3 separate regions of the Mus musculus genome follow, and regions 1 and 3 are each linked to region 2. Evidence: chromatin contacts called from public Hi-C and promoter capture Hi-C data. All regions are on one chromosome and are shown on one strand. The core of a region is the stretch at or near the end of the contact, and the rest is flanking DNA. Distances in the headings are between cores, read along the strand shown. Region 1 holds the start of Hpse (heparanase). Region 2 holds the start of Plac8 (placenta-specific 8). Region 3 holds the start of Helq (helicase, POLQ-like).

Evidence for each region. A called contact is a pair of places that touch in the nucleus more often than the background predicts. Capture Hi-C pulls out chosen DNA fragments and counts their contacts.
Region 1: a contact with region 2 is called in a promoter capture Hi-C map of liver. The contact joins the promoter of Hpse here to the promoter of Plac8 in region 2. A contact is called at or near these places in 4 of 39 promoter capture datasets (the C10 cell line, the HPC-7 cell line, hematopoietic stem and progenitor cells and 1 more), 2 of 484 Hi-C or Micro-C datasets (centroblasts and embryonic fibroblasts), 5 of 115 datasets of contacts at active chromatin or transcription factors (bone marrow-derived macrophages, effector CD8 T cells, embryonic stem cells and 2 more) and 3 of 9 other capture datasets (adipose tissue, liver and pancreatic islet).
Region 3: a Hi-C map of embryonic fibroblasts shows a contact between it and region 2, with 2.8 times the contacts expected there. The contact joins the promoter of Helq here to the promoter of Plac8 in region 2. A contact is called at or near these places in 6 of 39 promoter capture datasets (the C10 cell line, the HPC-7 cell line, HPC-7-derived erythroid cells and 2 more), 13 of 484 Hi-C or Micro-C datasets (the AML12 cell line, B cells, the BV-2 cell line and 9 more), 3 of 115 datasets of contacts at active chromatin or transcription factors (the 230-238 cell line, extraembryonic endoderm stem cells and pro-B cells) and 3 of 9 other capture datasets (adipose tissue, liver and pancreatic islet).

Annotation. Positions count from the first base shown.
Region 1 is chr5:100,718,383-100,721,082 of GRCm38.p6, forward strand. It overlaps Hpse (heparanase), which reads right to left and starts at 1,334. Exons shown (of 12, transcript NM_152803.5): 1 at 1,010-1,334. The coding sequence starts at 1,212.
Region 2 is chr5:100,570,898-100,573,597 of GRCm38.p6, forward strand. It overlaps Plac8 (placenta-specific 8), which reads right to left and starts at 1,308. Exons shown (of 5, transcript NM_139198.3): 1 at 1,248-1,308.
Region 3 is chr5:100,797,236-100,800,093 of GRCm38.p6, forward strand. Helq (helicase, POLQ-like) reads right to left here and starts at 1,365. Exons shown (of 18, transcript NM_001081107.1): 1 at 1,059-1,365. The coding sequence starts at 1,238. It overlaps Mrps18c (mitochondrial ribosomal protein S18C), which reads left to right and starts at 1,524. Exons shown (of 6, transcript NM_026826.1): 1 at 1,524-1,625; 2 at 2,317-2,378. The coding sequence starts at 1,535.

The DNA of each region.
Region 1 (2,700 bases), core at 84-2,583, 150 kb after region 2:
AAAACAACAAAGGACGTGGTCATCTCTGGAGGCTCCCAAGTTTAGAAGGCCTATGACTGTGCCTGAGCCTTTCATCTTGGGGACAGTCTGCACTCACGGAACAGGGGCCAGAGATGTGGTTCCTGCAGTTGATGAGGCAGCCTCCGCTCTGCACCCTCATCTTGGAGAATCGTGCCTCTATGGTGTTTTTATTAGCATATATTAATTATACATAATAATGGGGTTTCGTCACGACATCTTCAAATGTGTATAAAGTGTATTTTTGGTCATATTCTCTCCTGTCTGTCCCACTGACCTCTATCATTTTCCCAGTCAGTCAGTCAGTCAGTCTCCGGCTCCTTTCTCCATCTCTCTCTCTCCTCCCTCCACTCCTATTCAGTCCAGTCTACCCTCAAACTTGCTACGTTGCTAAAGATCGCCGTTAACTCCTGATCCTCCTACACCTACTTCCCAAGTGCCAGTCTGCAAGTGTGTGCCCATGCCAGGGATTACACAGCTCTGGGGATGGATGCAGGTCTTCTTGCATGCGAGGTACACAGTCCATTAACTGTATCACACCCAGCCCAGTAATGTTTAAATGCTTAAAAGGCAGCAAGATGAATAATGGTTCTTCTCCATAGAGGCTTTTCCTATCTTTTCTTTCTTCCTCTTTTAAATCAAAACTTCCTAACAGAGTTTAAGGGACACCAGCTTACTGGTCTTACACTGAAGCAAAATTCAAAGGCTCCAGACAAAGTGCTAAGGTTTATGACAGCTTCGTTTGTTTTGTTTTTGTTTTCCTCCAAATTTCCACTTCATACCTGGACCTGGCTGGTGCCCAGGCAACAAGCGCTGAGTAAATGAATCAGGAAAAGTCTTTTGAGGGGTGAGTGCACACAGGAGGGAGGCTCCAGAGAGCAAACACAAAGTTGTTTGAGCGAAGAGAGTGGCTGGCCCTCGCGAGTGTGATTGGACAGGCGAGGGGGAGCCGAGGACAGACGAAGGGACAGAACCTAGGGGCTGCACTTACCCCAGGAAGGTGAGGAAGCGCGGGTCGGTGGCCAGGCTGGCGTCGATGGTGATGGACAGGAACGAGGGACTCACGCTTCGGAGCGGCCGCTTGGTGTAAAACTCCAAGTCTACCACGTCGTCGGTCGGCGCGGTCCCCGCGGGGGCGCCCTGGGCCAGGGCACCGAGCGGCCCCCAGAGCCACAGCAGCAGCAGCCTCAGCATCCCACCTGGCTGGACCGCCCGCTGCCGGGAGAGCTGGGGCAGCCGGCGCGCTGGCTCAAGCCCCCTGCAACCGGTCCTGCTTCGCCTCTGGCGCCAGGACTCAGTACCCTCCCACAGCGCTCCATCCCTCCCACCCCTCCCGGGAGTCCCTCCCTAGCGCCCTCCCCTCCCCGCCCTCCCCTCCTCGCTCTCTTTCATTTCCGTGCTGGCTTTCCCCTCCGCCGCGGTCACGTCCACTTTTGAAATCATCCACACCCATCCAAAGGGTGCGGAGGTGGCCAGAATCCAAGATCCTCGGAGGCCTGGGGAGGGAGCGCCCGGGAGCCGCGCAGGGGTGGGACCAGCTTCCTGGTGTCCTGCGCACTCTGTCACCTTTTCTAGGTCCCATCCATTTGGCGCCAGGACTAGACCCTGAGTTAAAAGCCCCGGTTGAGGGTTCAGCCAGACCCTACCCCGACTCCCTTCTGCCTTAAGACACTGGTCACTTGAGCCTGCCCAAATCTGACCGAGCTAGGATGTCCTCTGCCCAGGATCTCAGGTATCTCTTTGTCGCTTGAAAAACCTGATCCGAGCATTGGCTAAAATGCAACTAGAAATCGGTCCTTGCACGGGGGTGGTGGTGATGGTGGTGGGGACCCTGTTTTTAAAGCAGTATTATGAAAACAGTATTTGGGAGAGCCTGCCTAAGAGTTGCTCTGAGGCTTGGCCAACCGCTAAAACCCAGCAAGAAGCCCCCAAGCAACTACCCTTGGAATCCTGAGCAACCCCTCCCCCAAACCCATCTTTTGCGGTTGCTGCAACTTTTGTTTTCCCTTGACATTTTACACTGGTATATAATGATAGCAAACAAGTGCTGAAGCTTGTGTGTGTGTGTGTGTGTGTGTGTGTGTGTGTGTTACCATGAAAGAAGCTTGAACCATGCTACACACACACACACACACACACACACACACACTCACACACACCAATCTGCCCAAGCATCAGCGCTAGCTGAACTCAGGTGTACAAGGCCAAGCAGATGGCAGCCTGTCTCTGCTGCTTTGCAGTCCCCTTGAGGAAGCTTTCCTGAGCTTCCAGGCAGCTGAGGCTCCCCAGTGTGAGGTCTCACCACACATTTCACATAGCACACACAGCAAGCATCCTCCCAGTATCCTCCATGTTAGAACTGTCTACACTTGTGATGTTGCTCATTGCTTGCTCACCTTATCTCTGGGCTTAAAAAGTCCTCCGAAGCAGAGATGGGGCCTGTGGGATACCCATGGCAGAGATGGGGCCTGTGGGATACCCATGGCATGCTCATACGTGGTACTGTGCTTGGTCTTTAGTAGGTAATCCATTCATATTTACTGAGTAAGCCAATGACACTTACATTTTTCCGTTTAGATTGCACCAACAGCAAAGCAATAAATAATAACGAATTTTTAATGAAATGTATATCTAATCTGCACCCATCTGTCTGTCTGGGTGATTTAAAAATTACCTGCCTAG
Region 2 (2,700 bases), core at 58-2,557:
CTGGTGATGCAGGACGGACCCCTTGATGGTGGAGACGCCCACCCAGTGACTTGCAGACCTTGCAACCTCTGGCTCTTTGCTTTGTCTGTTACAAATAACTCCAAGTCCATTAGAAAACATGAATTGACCCAGCTGTGTGCATAAAAAGTCTTGCGATAGAGTTGTTTTGGGCCAAGGAGAAATCTGTAGTTTCCTGACGGTGGGGGCAGAGCTCTGCCGCATGCATCCTTAAACGCGCAATAGGAAAGTAATAGAAACTGGTGAGGACCACTCAAGAAAAAAGAAAAAAGAAAAAAAAAATAGAGGCGAGGAGGAGACAGAAACAGGACTCTAAGTCGACGGGCTTAGAAAGGCAACATGATAAATACCTTCCTTCTGAGATTCCTTGGCAAGGACTGGCCCCTACCAGGAAATCTTGTAGGATTTGGCTCACAGTTGAATATCTTAATTTTATCTATTAGTCTTAGACTCATTCTTGTGCCTATATTTCTGCCTCAGAACACACCACTCTCTAGAAGGAGACTACACCAGCTTAATAAAATTATGTTACATGGCACTAGTTATATTAATAAATCTTGTTAATATCGATAAAGCCAGGTTCTAAGCAACATATGCCTGAAGTCCTTCTATTATACACTGATATGAAGATTCAGTGTTCTTCAGTCTCGTGAGCTGCCCAACGTGAGATGTGAGTGTTTCTCTAGGAGCGTTAGTGAGTACTGATCAAACCCCCAGAGCAGTTGGAGTTTTGCTTTCATAGTGAGAACTCCTAAGGATTCCCAAACTTTACAAACTAATAAATCTACAGAAATCCCACTGACTAAACCTATAAAAATCTCCAGGTAGTTTAAACAAATATATATATATATATATATATATATATATATATATTATGTATAAAGAAACTAGATCACTTAGAGAGAGAGAGAGAGAGAGAGAGAGAGAGAGAGAGAGAGAGAGAGAAGATCTAGTTAGGAAATCCAGCACACAACATGCCCTCCCCGAAAGCAAGCAGTGGGCATGAGAACGGTGCCCCAGAGCCCAGAGGATCCCAACTGAGATGCTCAAAGCATGACGTTTAGCAAGCCTGACCCCTAATTGCTGAGTTCCACTAAAAATTACTAAAGTTAAAGCAATTAGTGAAGAAAACAATGATCTTTCAGCGTAATCTCAAACGACGTTAGGAATAAGATAAAACTTTGAAAGGAAAGACCCCTAGATTTAAAGACTTCCTAACAAATACTTACAGTTCAAAAGGGTTGGGCAGAACCGGTCCTGTGGTCTGGGGTTGAGTCTTACTACAAATAGAGAGACTCCGAGGAAAGGAGGAGGTATCAACCCCGTGGAGGGTGGGGTAGGGGTGGGCTGGAGTACAAAGAGCAATGTCCTGTGCTCTGATTGGCTGTGGTAATCCAGGCACCAAAAGCCATCTCTTACCAAATAGGGTTTTCCTCCTTACAATTCCAAGGGCTAACCTCTAAGGTCTCGGTGGAAAGGAGAGGGTGTGGTTCCCCTGATTAGCTACCTGCCTGACAAAGCTCTCCGAGTCTCACACCTTATTTTCCTCTTTTAACCTAAGAAACCAGAAGGCACTTGGGGACCTGGAGTTCCAGGCCCGCTCAGACTGTCCTTGAGTGTGTCTCTCTAGAGTTCTGGCTATCCCAGAGCTCAGTTTGTAGGATGGTCTCAAACTCTCAGAGACCCATCTGCCTCTGCCTCCTGTGGCTGGGATTAAAGACATGCACCACCATGCCGGGCTTCTGATCAGATCTTTCTCCTCCGTCTTTTCTTCCTCCCCCCCCCCCTTTCTTTTCCTCCCTGAGGCATTAGGGACTGAACCCAGGGCCAGTGCATTTTAGGTGAGAGCTCTATTATTGACCTACCTCTGTCCCCCAATATTGCTATATTGCTTTGGTTTCTGTAACAGACTGAACACTTTATGTTAGTTATGTTATGTTATGCTTTATGTTAGGCGTGATTTTTATTATTTTATTTTTTATCTGTCGTAGTTGTCATCACCATCACCTTCTCCCACCCCATCTCTCTGTGGTGTGTGTCTGAACATACATGTCAGCATCTGAGGATCACAGCAGGCATGTGGAGGTCAGGGGACAGGAGGACAGCTTTGGGAAGTCTCTTCTCTCCTCCTGTTGAAGCTGCCTTGTCTCTTGTTCCCACTGTGCTGCACAGCTGTGAGCTTCCAAGCAATTCTCCTGCCTCCACCCCCCACCCAGTCTCTCGTAGGAGTTCTGGGATTACAGTTATGAGCCTCTGTATCAGTATGTATGTATGTATGTATGTATGTATGTATGTATGTATGTATGCATTTTGTAGATTCCAGGGGTCAAACTGAGATTGTCAGTATTTTTTTCTCCCACTCTTTAAAAAAAAAATTAAATTTAGTTTTATGTGTGTAGGTGTGTTTTGCTTGTGTGCGTGCCTGTGCACCGTGTATGTACATGTGTGCCTGATGCCCACAGAGGCCAGAAGAAGGTGTTGGATCCCCCAACTGAACCTCTGTAACACTGAAGTTACAGATGGCTATTAACCACCATGTGGGTGCTGGGAACCACATCCGCTCTCTGGCAGAGCAGCCAGCATTCTTAACTGCTGGACCATCTCTCCAGCTCAAGGATCCGGTTTTAGCTGCAAGTGCCTTTGACTCCTGGGCCCGTAGGCATGGTTCTTAATGCTTTTTAA
Region 3 (2,858 bases), core at 115-2,614, 230 kb after region 2:
GTACTGCTGGCTTATTATGGGATATCAGGATGCTAAGAAACATTTTTTTAAAAGTCAGAACAGGATCTCACCTTACTGAGGCTACACACTCCTGATCCTCCTGCCTGTTTCCTGAATGCCTCACCATGCCTGGTTTTAGGAGGTGTTGGGATCAAACCCAGGGTGTTGGGCATTCTAAGCAAACATTCTGTCAACTCAGATACATCCCCCAAGGGGTGATACTGGAATTCTAAATTATTTATTCTGGTGCTGCCATGTGAGCCCAGGGCCTGCCCCAGGCTCCGCTGCTGAACCTAACCGCCCAGTCTTTGGCATTTTAATTCTTAAACCTATGCTAAAGCACTTAAGAATGAAAGAACAGTAACTCTCTCCAAGATTCAATAGATGCTTCTGATAACTGTGGTAATTCCGGCCCAGGCACTAACGTAGAAGCTGGTCTGCTACAAAATCATGATTGTGCCATTAGACACTACAATGTTCCACTAGACACTACAATGAAATTCTGTTCTGAACTTGGAATTGAGACAGTCATGTGCACACTCATGTATGGTGGCTTACAGAACAGAGATGTAAACTGGGAGGTGATAATTATTTATTGAGTCACAACTTTAGTCTCTCAACTTCCCTGGACTCACTTACCGTTGTAAAAGTCTACATAATATGGCTAGTTTAATAACGTAACTAGCAATTAATGGGTCATCAATAAAAATGTTTTATCAGTAAAGTAGAGCCGAGCCATTTGGAAGGCTAGCTTTCTCTCTGTCAAGCCAGTTAATTGCCCCGTGAATACTTTTTATGACAGGGGATGGAAGGAGCATGTAGGTTTGACATCTACCTAGAAGTCGGGGGTTTAAGCAGTGTCTCCCAAGTGATGGAGATAAAAGGATAACAAAGGTGAGAGAGCGAGCTAAGGCTACTCATGATGTGCACCTGGGAAGAAGGCGGTTTCACCTCCCGCGCAGCCGTGCCCGGGGCGGGACACGCGGTTGCCACCGCAGCCCCTGGGATGACAGGACCGGGCGAGTCAACGGGGATGCGGGGACTCAGCAGGGCTGTACCTGGGCGTGCTCCGGGCTCCCGGTTTTCCGGCGGCGGCTCCCGGCTGCAGCTTCGTCCTCCGTGTCCTCGGCAGGCTGGAGCTCGGCCGGGGTCGGGGAGGCACGGAGGTTCTCCAGGTTGCCGCGGTTCCTTTTGCGGACAGACACCCGCCGGCGGATGCGGGGACAGCCGTCCTCCATGACAACGGCCCAGAGTCCCTGCGACAGCCGCCCTGGGTGCAGCCCGGAGCCGGTGGCGCCGTTCTGGAGACAGCAGGTGACCCAGCATCAGCTTTCCATCCCTCAGCAGCGCAGCCCCGGGTCACGTGACTTCCGGCCCGGGAAGCGCGGGAAGATAAAGGTGCAGTGCATTGAAACCCGGGCCGCGTTCGCGCCGGAACCTTTGCGTCGAATCCCGGGCAGACAGGGGAAGAGCACCAGAAAGGACCTGTCGGGGCGCTTAGGGAAATAGAAAGGAAGAGGAAGGGCGGAGAACCATGGCCGCTCTGGTTGCTCTGTGCAGTGGTATAGGGAGGAAGAATTTGACAACCGCGGCTGGCTGCTTCACGGATCGCGGAACTCAAGCAGGTAAAACGTCCGGCATAGCATTATAGCCGCTGATTGTCGGTGGGGTCCTCGCCGTTAGCAAAATGACTATTTCAATAGAACTAGGTTTGAGATAAGTGGGAGGCTCGAGTCATCGTAGACTAGTTTCCTAGAGCTGAAGAGGACTTTGAGGTGTAGTCAACCACTTTACCCCGTTACTTATTCACTTTACAAAAACCTATCGCCCCGACTCCTCAATAAGACTTTCTGGACACTTGTTGGCTGTGGTTCTCTTGCATCTGTTTCCATCCGCTGCTTGGACGAAGCCTCTCAGGAAACAGTTATGCTATCTAGGCTCCTGTCTCCAAGGTGTAGTCAACTCTTTTTTTGTTTGTTTGTTTTATGCTTCTTTGTCAATGTCTTGAATCTTTTTATTTCTCCTTTGGAATGACAGTACCATTCTGTTGTTTCTGTACATATTTGAATTTCAATCCGTAACTGTAGAAATGAGAAAGAATTTATAGGAGAGGAAGTATATATGTCCTTTATCCAAAGCCTTTGGAACCGCTCATTTTGAGTCCTATTATGTCCCAAATCTAACAGGTTGCTAACTAATCATTGAAAAGAATGTTTGATATTGTGCCCTTTGATTATCTAGCATCTTTAAAAACGTAAATCTTGGTTAGATATGCAGCGAATGAAAACAATTGTGTTGTCGCCATTTTCTCTTTAGTTTCTGTGATTTGGAGACGATGTTTTTCACAGTTTGAACAGGTAACCAGCAATGAGGACCTGGTAAGATTTCGTTTTCTTTTTTTAAAGAAGACATTATTTTATTATTTGTATGTATGTGGGGGAGGGGAGTTGTGGAAGCCAGAAGAGGGCATTGGATTCTCCTGGAGCTGGAACGAGGTGGTCGTGAGCCACTGGGTGTGGGTGCTGGGATTCAAACCCTGTACTTAGTAACATTAGGGAGTACTTTTAACCACTGACACCTATCCAGCCCCAGGTCCCCCTCCCCCCATATTACTAATTCATTTCCAAATTCAGCCTAATTTTTAATATTTGGAATTCAATTATAGGACAAAATAATGGTTATCTTTTATTGACTATAGTCACTTGTGTTTTGTAGAGAATTCCTAGATTCAGTCTGTAATGTATTCTTCTTCATAGATATTAAATATAAGGATACATGATTTGAGAATATCTAAATATAGCTTCGGTGGGTAGGATAATTGTAGGTAATAGAAACCTGACAGGCTACCTTGATAAAAG